Linked DNA regions of Zea mays: region 2 is linked to region 1. The links are chromatin contacts, called in public Hi-C maps. All regions are on one chromosome and are shown on one strand. The core of a region is the stretch at or near the end of the contact, and the rest is flanking DNA. Distances in the headings are between cores, read along the strand shown.

Region 1 (4,345 bases), core at 532-3,031:
TAGGATCATCTTGTTCATTTATCCAGGTGATTTTTTTCCGTTGAGATCAAGCTCTAGCAGCTGTAGAGAGTCAATTATGGAGTTGAGCCATCTCATTACTCTTCTATTGATTGACCCTTTGTTTTTCTCCCTCGCTCTCCTTATCATATTGAAGTCACCTAGAATCATCCTTCAGAGTTCATCATATTACGGATATTCCATAGCTTAGCAATGAAAGCTATTTTCTCATTTTCATGTGGAGGGCCATATACTCATATGAGGTCCCACTCCGCGTCCTCCAAGCGGGAACTGATTTGAACAGATATTGAACAAGCTGATGCATAAGAGATAATATTTATGTCAAAATAATCGGCACATAGGCAATTAGGATTCCACCCGAGGATCCGAGAGATGGCAAATGGACAGTCTAAGATGCTAGCTTGCAGCCCACAGTTTCCCTTAGCAAGTTGTTATTCCAGTTTATTATCTTTGTCTCCTAGAGACAAACGATGGTTGCTCCTGATGAGAGGATTGGTTGCTTCACATTTTCCCGTTTAGCTGGGTCATTCAACCCCCTTATGTTCCAAGAGAGAATAGTGCAGTTGGTACTCATTAACCAAAAGGGGCTCCTCTACTTAAAAAAATGTCACAATAGGAAGACAGTAAAACGAACACAGGTTCGGACCATCCTTCCATAGACAACATGCATCATTGTTCTAGAAAGGAACAACACACACCTTACAACCAAACTGAAAACAGACGGATACACATGCAGTGGTAGCCAAGGAATTGGGATCCACTACCCAGACGCCAAACTGCCAAACAATGCAGTCCTCATTACAAACTGGACGACCCACAGACAAACGCACTAAACCCACCAAAATATTAAAAAATGACTCAGTTCCCCATAGCAACCTTGAACGGTACCACCTTGCTACCCTTCTTCTTGGTCCCTTCCTTCTCTTTTCCCTAGTTTGCCAGCTCCATAATTGCTTCCATTTGTTCATTGGTGAAAGGCCTTGTGAAATGACTTGCAAGCTGCTCAAAATAGTCGACCTGGTTATTGGAATTCATAGCATTTGTTTTTGGCAATGATTTGTAGCATAATTATTTAGCTTGGCAATTAGATTTTTTTGGGCTTTGGCTATGGCATCTTGATTATGTCAATCTTTAATTTTTTCTTTGCAACAAGTCTAACACTAACTCTCTTACTAGTAAAGCTCTCACATTTCATTCAAACTCACACCGCAACTAATATTTTTGAACCTAACTCCATAACTTATACCAAATAAGCAGGGATGGATCCGGATACTTATTTCGATATTATTTTTTTGTCTTTTTTGTTGGACTCTAAACAAATAACATATAGAATTTGCTATATAAATTTATATTCTTGTTTTAGTTGTTTTTAGCTTTGAGCCTATTAATATTCATAGAGAGTAATCTTTAAATTTGTTCTATATTTTTTTAAATAATTGATATAAAATTTGGATATAGATATGAATACAAATTCAGATGTTTTTGTACTTTTTTTTATTATAGTGAGAAAATAATGCACACAAAAATTATACAAAATTTTATTCTTGTAACATGATTTATATCTATATTAAAAATATTCGATTTGACATATGAATGTTTTAGGAACATCCCCACAATTGTTTGAAATAGAGATTAATTTCTGCTGCATTTTATTCTGTGTCAGCCGACAAAATGTACTGTGGTGCAGAGGGAACACCGCGAGCTGTGACAGCAGGGGTGGTGAGGAAGATTTTAAAATCCGCCCGCGTGCTACTTCGAATCTCCGTCTCCTCCGACATTCACTGCCCGATGGCGATGGATGTAGGTTCCACCTCCAAAGGCGCCTCCTTTTTCGACGCCTTGATGCCTTTCTAGGACTAGGACCAGTCCGAACTGCTCGTGCTCCCTCTTTCCCGTGCGCGCTGCAGGTTGGTCGATCCCACCTGGCGGCCTCCGTGATTGCCGGTGAGTCCTTCTTCCTTTTTTTTTTCTTCGAAGCACGTTTTGGATCTTGGTGGCGGAATGCTGCTGTAGTGCTTTGTGCTCCAGCTCCTGGTGGTTCCTGGGATTGATTCTTGCATGGTTAGCGGCTGCACTGCGTTCGTCGGCCATTTCTCAAAAAGTATTTCAGATTCCCTTTCATCCAACATTCATTTCATCCCGTCTCTCTTCCTGGTGTCGTTTTTCTTTCTTCCTAGAATCTGCGTATTGATTTTCTCCTTCCCTTTCCAGATTGTGGAATAAACTATATACGAAATCATTTCTTCTCTCTTTTGCATCAAATCCATCCCAAAAAAATCTGGTTGCAACCACTTCGGTTTCATGTTTTGCCCGTAGCATTTTTTCATGATCTTTGGTTATGATTTTTATTTACCACGGATACCCATCAGCATATCACACACATATCGCTCTTTTATTTGGGTTTTCAGTGCTTTCTATGCTTTTGAAATGATGATGACCATTCAATTTAGCATCAGATAAAATGGCATACTGGTATGATATTTCTTTCGCCATTTTTTTATAATTTCTTCTTAAAAGACCCAAAATATTTTCTCTATATTACCTGAGAACTTATTGTAACATAATGTAAATAACCTTCGGTAAGGTGAAATGGGGAATAACTGAACAAGGTCTGACTCAGCAATCTACCTATAGATGGTTAGAACAGTGTTATACATTTTGTAGAATGAATTAGGACAGATAATTTTTCAATCTAGTTGTTTCCTCTTGGTACTAGACTGTAGTTTCTTTGTCCCTCCCCAATCATGTGCGCCTTCCTGTTCTTGATATGCATTCCTTCCCAAGTTGCAGATTGAGCATGCTGCTTCGGAAGCTGAAATTGTGTTCACTGCTTTATACTGAATTTTCACGTTCTTAAGATAAGATGTATCAGCTATGCATCTTTGTAATCTGCACCTACTTTAAATTGTAGAACACTTTAAAATTGTTTGCAGTGAACATATCTCAGTTATTTTCCAGCATGGTGATGTCACTTAATATTTACTGTTTTGCTCTCTGTCAGACAAGTCAGTGTCTTTCCAGACTGGAGATGGGGACTATGTTTGGAGCGTGTGTTGGCCCAAGTGAGCTTCACTTGAGGAAGGAACTTACTGCTTTGCAAAAGGCGCGCTGCTTGCAGGACCCTGACACTTGCTCAACATGGAGATCACCTTTGAGTTCTAGGTCACTGGTGGCAACTTCAAGGATTACATACAACGGTGGTATTTCTAGTAATTTAGCACCAAAGCACAATGAGTCACCTTGTGCACCTCCAAACACTGATAAGAAAAGAAGAAAGGTTTATCTCTACAATTGGAGGCAGAATTCTTATAAATCTAGTGAAAGCGGAATGAAGATAGATGAGGATGTCAAGCAACCATCTGGTGATCTAAGCCTGGACAGTCCATGCAAGTCTAATGGGGTAAAGTCCAAAGGTGATGCATATCTGGATCCTCCAGCCAGCATCTACAATGTTCAGAGTTCAACATCATGTACTCCTGTCAAAAGAATAGCTAGAAGGAGAAATGGTGTTTTGTCCAAGAAAGGAGCAGTCAGAAACCAAGCTATACCGAAGTTGTCAGATCTTCAGGTTAACTCTGGTGAGCCATCTGAGGATACTGAGAACTGCAACTCAGAGGCTCTGGAGATACTTCGAAGAGGCTACTTATCTCATCCTGCATCTCCGCTATTTGCTGCATGTGGTTGTGTCAGCTCTTCAAATCCTTCAAAACTACTGAAAATAGGTAGAAGAGAGGGATCTTCCTTTTCTTGCACACCGGTTTCTACTAGCTCCTATTACAGGCATGTAAGAAGGAACACCAGCACTGTTGGTTCTTGGGATGCTAGGACTGCTACTTCTCTTGATGGTGATGAGTCTAACCAATCAGCAGTTCTGAGAAGTCAGAGGTCGCATGTCCCTTGCTATGTATCAAAGAGGAGAAAACATCAAGGATCTGAAGGAAGTAATTATTCTCCTTCACTATCCGCTATACTTCGAAGAAAAGGTAGCAGCCTAATATGTGGGAGCCAGACAATGCACAAGAAGAAGAAATCATTTGGTTCAATGAAATGGGCACATTCGAAGAAGTCTGCTCAGGGAATGCCACTTTTGGGTAATAGCTGTGATTTTGGTTCGTCGTCATTTGATTCATCAAGTGATGATCTCTCAACCAATATAGGGGAGCTTGATATGGAGGCTTCAAGCCGGTTGGATGGGAAAAGATGGTCAAGCTGCAGAAGCCAGGATGGGATGGATCTATCTGTTCATTGTGCTGATCTGCACGAGTCAGACCCGAGAAGCTTGAGCCAAAAATATAGACCAAGAGCATTCCCAGAAATTGTTAGTCAA
Region 2 (4,345 bases), core at 534-3,033, 740 kb before region 1:
AGGATTACATCTACCTGATAGATGGAGAAGGTGTGACGGATGGCTTCTGCAATATGGTCTCTGTAATGTTTTTTCCAACAAGATCTCTTTAGTTATTTTTTGATTCATGGAATTACTGTACTAAACCTGAAAAATGATTCATTTAATCTATTTTGACCAGTGAAGTTCTTGTTCTAAAACTGATAGTATGAGTTAACTTGTCTCCAGAACTGTGGTTGTTAAAACTAGTAGTGGTAAATAAGCCAGACTTTATCATTATGCTGTTGCTCTGAATATATTTGTATCACAAATAGAACAATTTTATTCCTTGAACAAATAGAACATTTTTGTATCACAAGTAGCTCAATTGTGCTTCATGCTAAAAAAAGTTCTAAGTTTGTTGTTTTTATTCCTTGCAGAAAATCGAGGTTTGCCACAGGAGCATCAGTCAGAGGCGCTTCATGTTAAGCATATAGGAATATTGGCTTTATTTGCTCTCTCACCATGTGCTAGCTGGCTAAGTAGTATTAGCATTGCTATTGGGTGCTATCTGCTGTCTTTTGGATGAAATCAAGCTATTATTTTGTTCTGCTAGTAGGCGCTATTCTGAATTTTCAAGTTCTCTAGAATTTTTACTCGAACCACAATTTGTATGGAGTTAAGAACTGTTCTACTTGTTCCATCAATATGTATGTAGGTTCTAATACATATTGTGGATCTGATACATATGTACACACTCTCATAATTCACTGGTTCATAAAAATTTAGAATACATGTGTGTTCAAACGTCCAGCTCTACTTTCTTTTTATTACTAAGTCTGTTATTCTATTTATACGTTCATTTATACATATGTCTGGAGTTATTCTATTTATACTGTGCATGGAGTTGTTCTATTTATACTCTTCTAACACATATCTCTTCTAACACATATTCTATTTATTCTTTTTTCCATCACCAAGTGCATGTTTGTCCCTCTTGCACTGCTTGTCTGTTACCTACAGCAATCTTTGTCAAATGGACACATGGAACCTATGCCCCACAGGACTGCACCACACGTAGGACAGGTAATGCAGGTATTGCCCCCGCTGGTTGTAGCTGGCCGGTGTGCAATTCACCAGGCTGCCAAACGAGCCCTAGATATCTCTGTACGCAGTTACTCCACAAACTTCAAGAAATTAGACCACAATGTGATTGATGTAGCAATTTAGATGAAAGGCAAATCAGGGCAATAAGAATGAGATGACAACTTTATGTTATTGTCAGTAATTTTGATTTTTCCTATATTGTTTTAAACTACGTTTAAACTTTGTTTAAAAGTTAAAACTTCATCCATTAGCGTTTCAATATTTTATCATTTTAATAACCTTGCACGATATGATTCATCCGGCCACCGCCCTCCCAGTTCTCCTTTGCCTGCATCTACCATGCTTCACAAAATACATCTTCTGCACCCATTGAGGATCTCCACAAAAATAAAAGAGATTGAGAATAATTATCAAGAACCATCAATGAAGTTAGCTTCAACAGTAGTTGAGTTCTTCACAGCTTCGATGACTACTTCGACCTTGTCGACAGCAATACCGCACCGCCACGCTGGCCTCCTTATCCGCGGCAATGGCCACACAACGCGCCTCCACAGCAGCAGCAGCGGCACGAGCCACGTCAACAACCTCGGCTACAACTTCGACCGTAGAAGTACGCTCCATTGCAAGGAGGCGCCACCTAGGGTTTCTACGGAGGGGGAGAAATCAGGAAGGAGGAGAGCGACGATAAAGCTCGTGGGTAGCTAACGGTGTGAGCTCAAGTACCATCTCCAAAGTGTCCCCAGCGGCTAATGGGTAGATCATGTCCATACCGACGTTTGCGGCATTTGGCCGTTGTCAACGTCTCCAAAGTGTCAAAGTCGTTCCCTACGTCATTTCGTCAAAATCGAGCACTGTCGTGTTCTTATCCGGTCCCGAACAAACAACCCCGCTTCTGCCGGCCGTTTTGGTACTTCTCTCTTTGTCTGCGCTTCCAACGGTAGCTAACTCCAAGGCAAGCATCCTTGGTCCATTGTTGGCCTCGCTCATCAATCAGCTGTGTCTCAGCAGGAGGCGTTGCGGCCATGGCGGCTTCGAAGCCCATCTTGTATAGCGCGTGGATCAGCTCCTGCTCCTTCCGAGTCCGGATCGCCCTCAACCTCAAAGGTAACTGGATCAAACCGCTGGCGCTTGTTTCCTGCTCCATAGATGACGGCGAATCTTGCCCAAAACAGGGGGTCTCGACGTCTCGTTCCCGGGAGATGGGGAGTTGGGGACAATGTGACCTTTTCTTGATCTATTAATCAGTTCGACAGATTTTAGGGGAATTTGATGGCTAGATACTAGGCCACCCTGATTTTAGACAGGCAGTACCTTTGGGGTTTGTCCGAATCTCTGGGCTCCAGTGTCCTGGCCACAGGGATGGCTCCTGTTATACCAGGTCCCTTGTTCTATTGGATAAAGCTGATAGAACATTCTTTCTGGTTAGGAACTAATCGATTTTCTCTCTAAACCCATCTAGGTTCTTTCTGGTAAATTAATGGACTTATGATTTGTGTGCTAATGAGATAAAGGAGGGAGAGAGAATATGGCAACCATGCCTTCGGGTCTGAGGGGGAGATGGTAGTTAGGGTTATAGATGGATTTGGTAGTTGAGTGCCTCCATCCTGACTCGTCTCTCGTCCTCGTTGCGCGTTTAGACCTTGGGGTAGAATATCGGCGGCCAGCGGCATAGTATTGTTAGGATCTACATGCACCATGGATGGATTCGGCGATTTTCAGTCATTGTGGTACTAGATAGGAGATCAAGTCCTTCCTGGTATGTGGCAGCTAGAATTAGCGAAAGCGCAGAAGCGTTGATTTGCATGCCGTCCCCTGCCTCATTAATATAGCGTCTGTGATCAATGGCCACAACCACGGGAGCAGGGCACAAGGTCGTTCTAGGCTAGGTCCCTTGACCGAGTCCGAGACCTTATCCAACAAAAACAAGTTGATCTTGATTAGTGCAAATCTTCACCTCTCTTTTGGCTGTATAGCTTGTGAGAAATGCATTATATATGGTAATGTTCTAATTAATTGATGGACATAAAAGAATTATATGTGTGCATCCAACTTAGTAGTAAAGTTCGGTAAATGCTGAGATGGTAGACTGGTCAAGTTTGACTGCATGTTGAAGCACGCAAGATTAGAGCTTCTTGTGTTGTTGCTTGTCCTTTAATCATTACTTTTTCTGTGAACTAATTGTTCCAGTTTCTCTGTGATGAAGGTGTGGATTATGAGTACAGGGCTGTGACAAGGAACGATCTAGGTTAGCCTACAAATATTCCTCTATTACATGAATCATCTTAATGGCTGAAAGGTGTAATACATGGATGGAAAGAAATGTTAACTAGTAAGTTGTTAACATTAACTACAATAGTTCCCATAATTGTGGCCCTATTGTAGATTACGAAAAGATCAATCCAATCAAGTATGTTCCAGCATTGGTTGATGGGGATTTTGTTGTTTCTGACTCCCTGGCAATCATATTGGTGAGCTATATTCTTCTGTAATTTCTTGATCTTTAAATTGAAACTTCAGTATTATTGACAAATTTCTTGCTTTCTGTTTAGTATCTTGAAGATAAATATCCTCAACACCCTCTTTTGCCTCAAGATCTCAAAAAGAAAGCTATAAATCTGCAGGTACCCAAATACTTGAGATGTTTATGAGGTTTTGAAATTACGAGACTATAGGATATTCAAGTATCGAATAAGATTTTCTTGCTGTATTTTGCAACTTTATTTGACTTTTGAGAGATCATGTATTTTGCACCTACTACTCACTTTTAAATAAAAAAATCAAGGAACAAAGATCCAACACGGTCCTAGGATCATTTCAGTTGTATACATCTAACATTGTAAATAGCCAATGCCATGTGGATGATGGATGTTTCTTACTTCCCTGCAGATTGCAAATATAGTTTGTTCAAGCATTCAACCTCTTCAATGTTATGCTGTAATTGTGGGTTCCTTCACAACCGGCAACTATTGGTGAAATATTATGTTTCTTTTATCAGTATTGATGTAACGATCTATGGTTTGTGCTATTCCCATGGTAGGGTCTGCTTGATGGCACCTTAGGCTCTAACCAGAGCCTTCAGATTGTTCGGAATTACACCGACAAGGGATTTAAAGGTGTGATTGGTTTGACTATGTAATTGAATTGTTTTTTGGTCATTGCATATCGTTCTTATTTGGGTACACCTCTGAAAATTAGGTAGAAATATGGTGTACCATAACAGATGTCATTTTCTTGTTTGTCAGTTTCTTTCTTTCATACTCTCGTGTCCTTACTTTTTGTT

Evidence for each region. A called contact is a pair of places that touch in the nucleus more often than the background predicts.
Region 2: a contact with region 1 is called in a Hi-C map of tassel, with 3 times the contacts expected there. The contact joins the promoter of LOC100283891 here to the promoter of LOC100280194 in region 1. A contact is called at or near these places in 2 of 25 Hi-C or Micro-C datasets (leaf and tassel).

Annotation. Positions count from the first base shown.
Region 1 is chr10:31,495,880-31,500,224 of Zm-B73-REFERENCE-NAM-5.0, reverse strand. It overlaps LOC100280194, which reads left to right and starts at 1,781. Exons shown (of 7, transcript NM_001361028.1): 1 at 1,781-1,962; 2 at 3,020-4,345. The coding sequence starts at 3,047.
Region 2 is chr10:32,235,502-32,239,846 of Zm-B73-REFERENCE-NAM-5.0, reverse strand. LOC100283891 (Glutathione S-transferase) reads left to right here and starts at 1,783. Exons shown (of 10, transcript NM_001412677.1): 1 at 1,783-1,972; 2 at 2,074-2,169; 3 at 3,269-3,310; 4 at 3,448-3,533; 5 at 3,615-3,686; 6 at 3,952-4,005; 7 at 4,103-4,178. The coding sequence starts at 2,088. It also overlaps the pseudogene LOC103640998.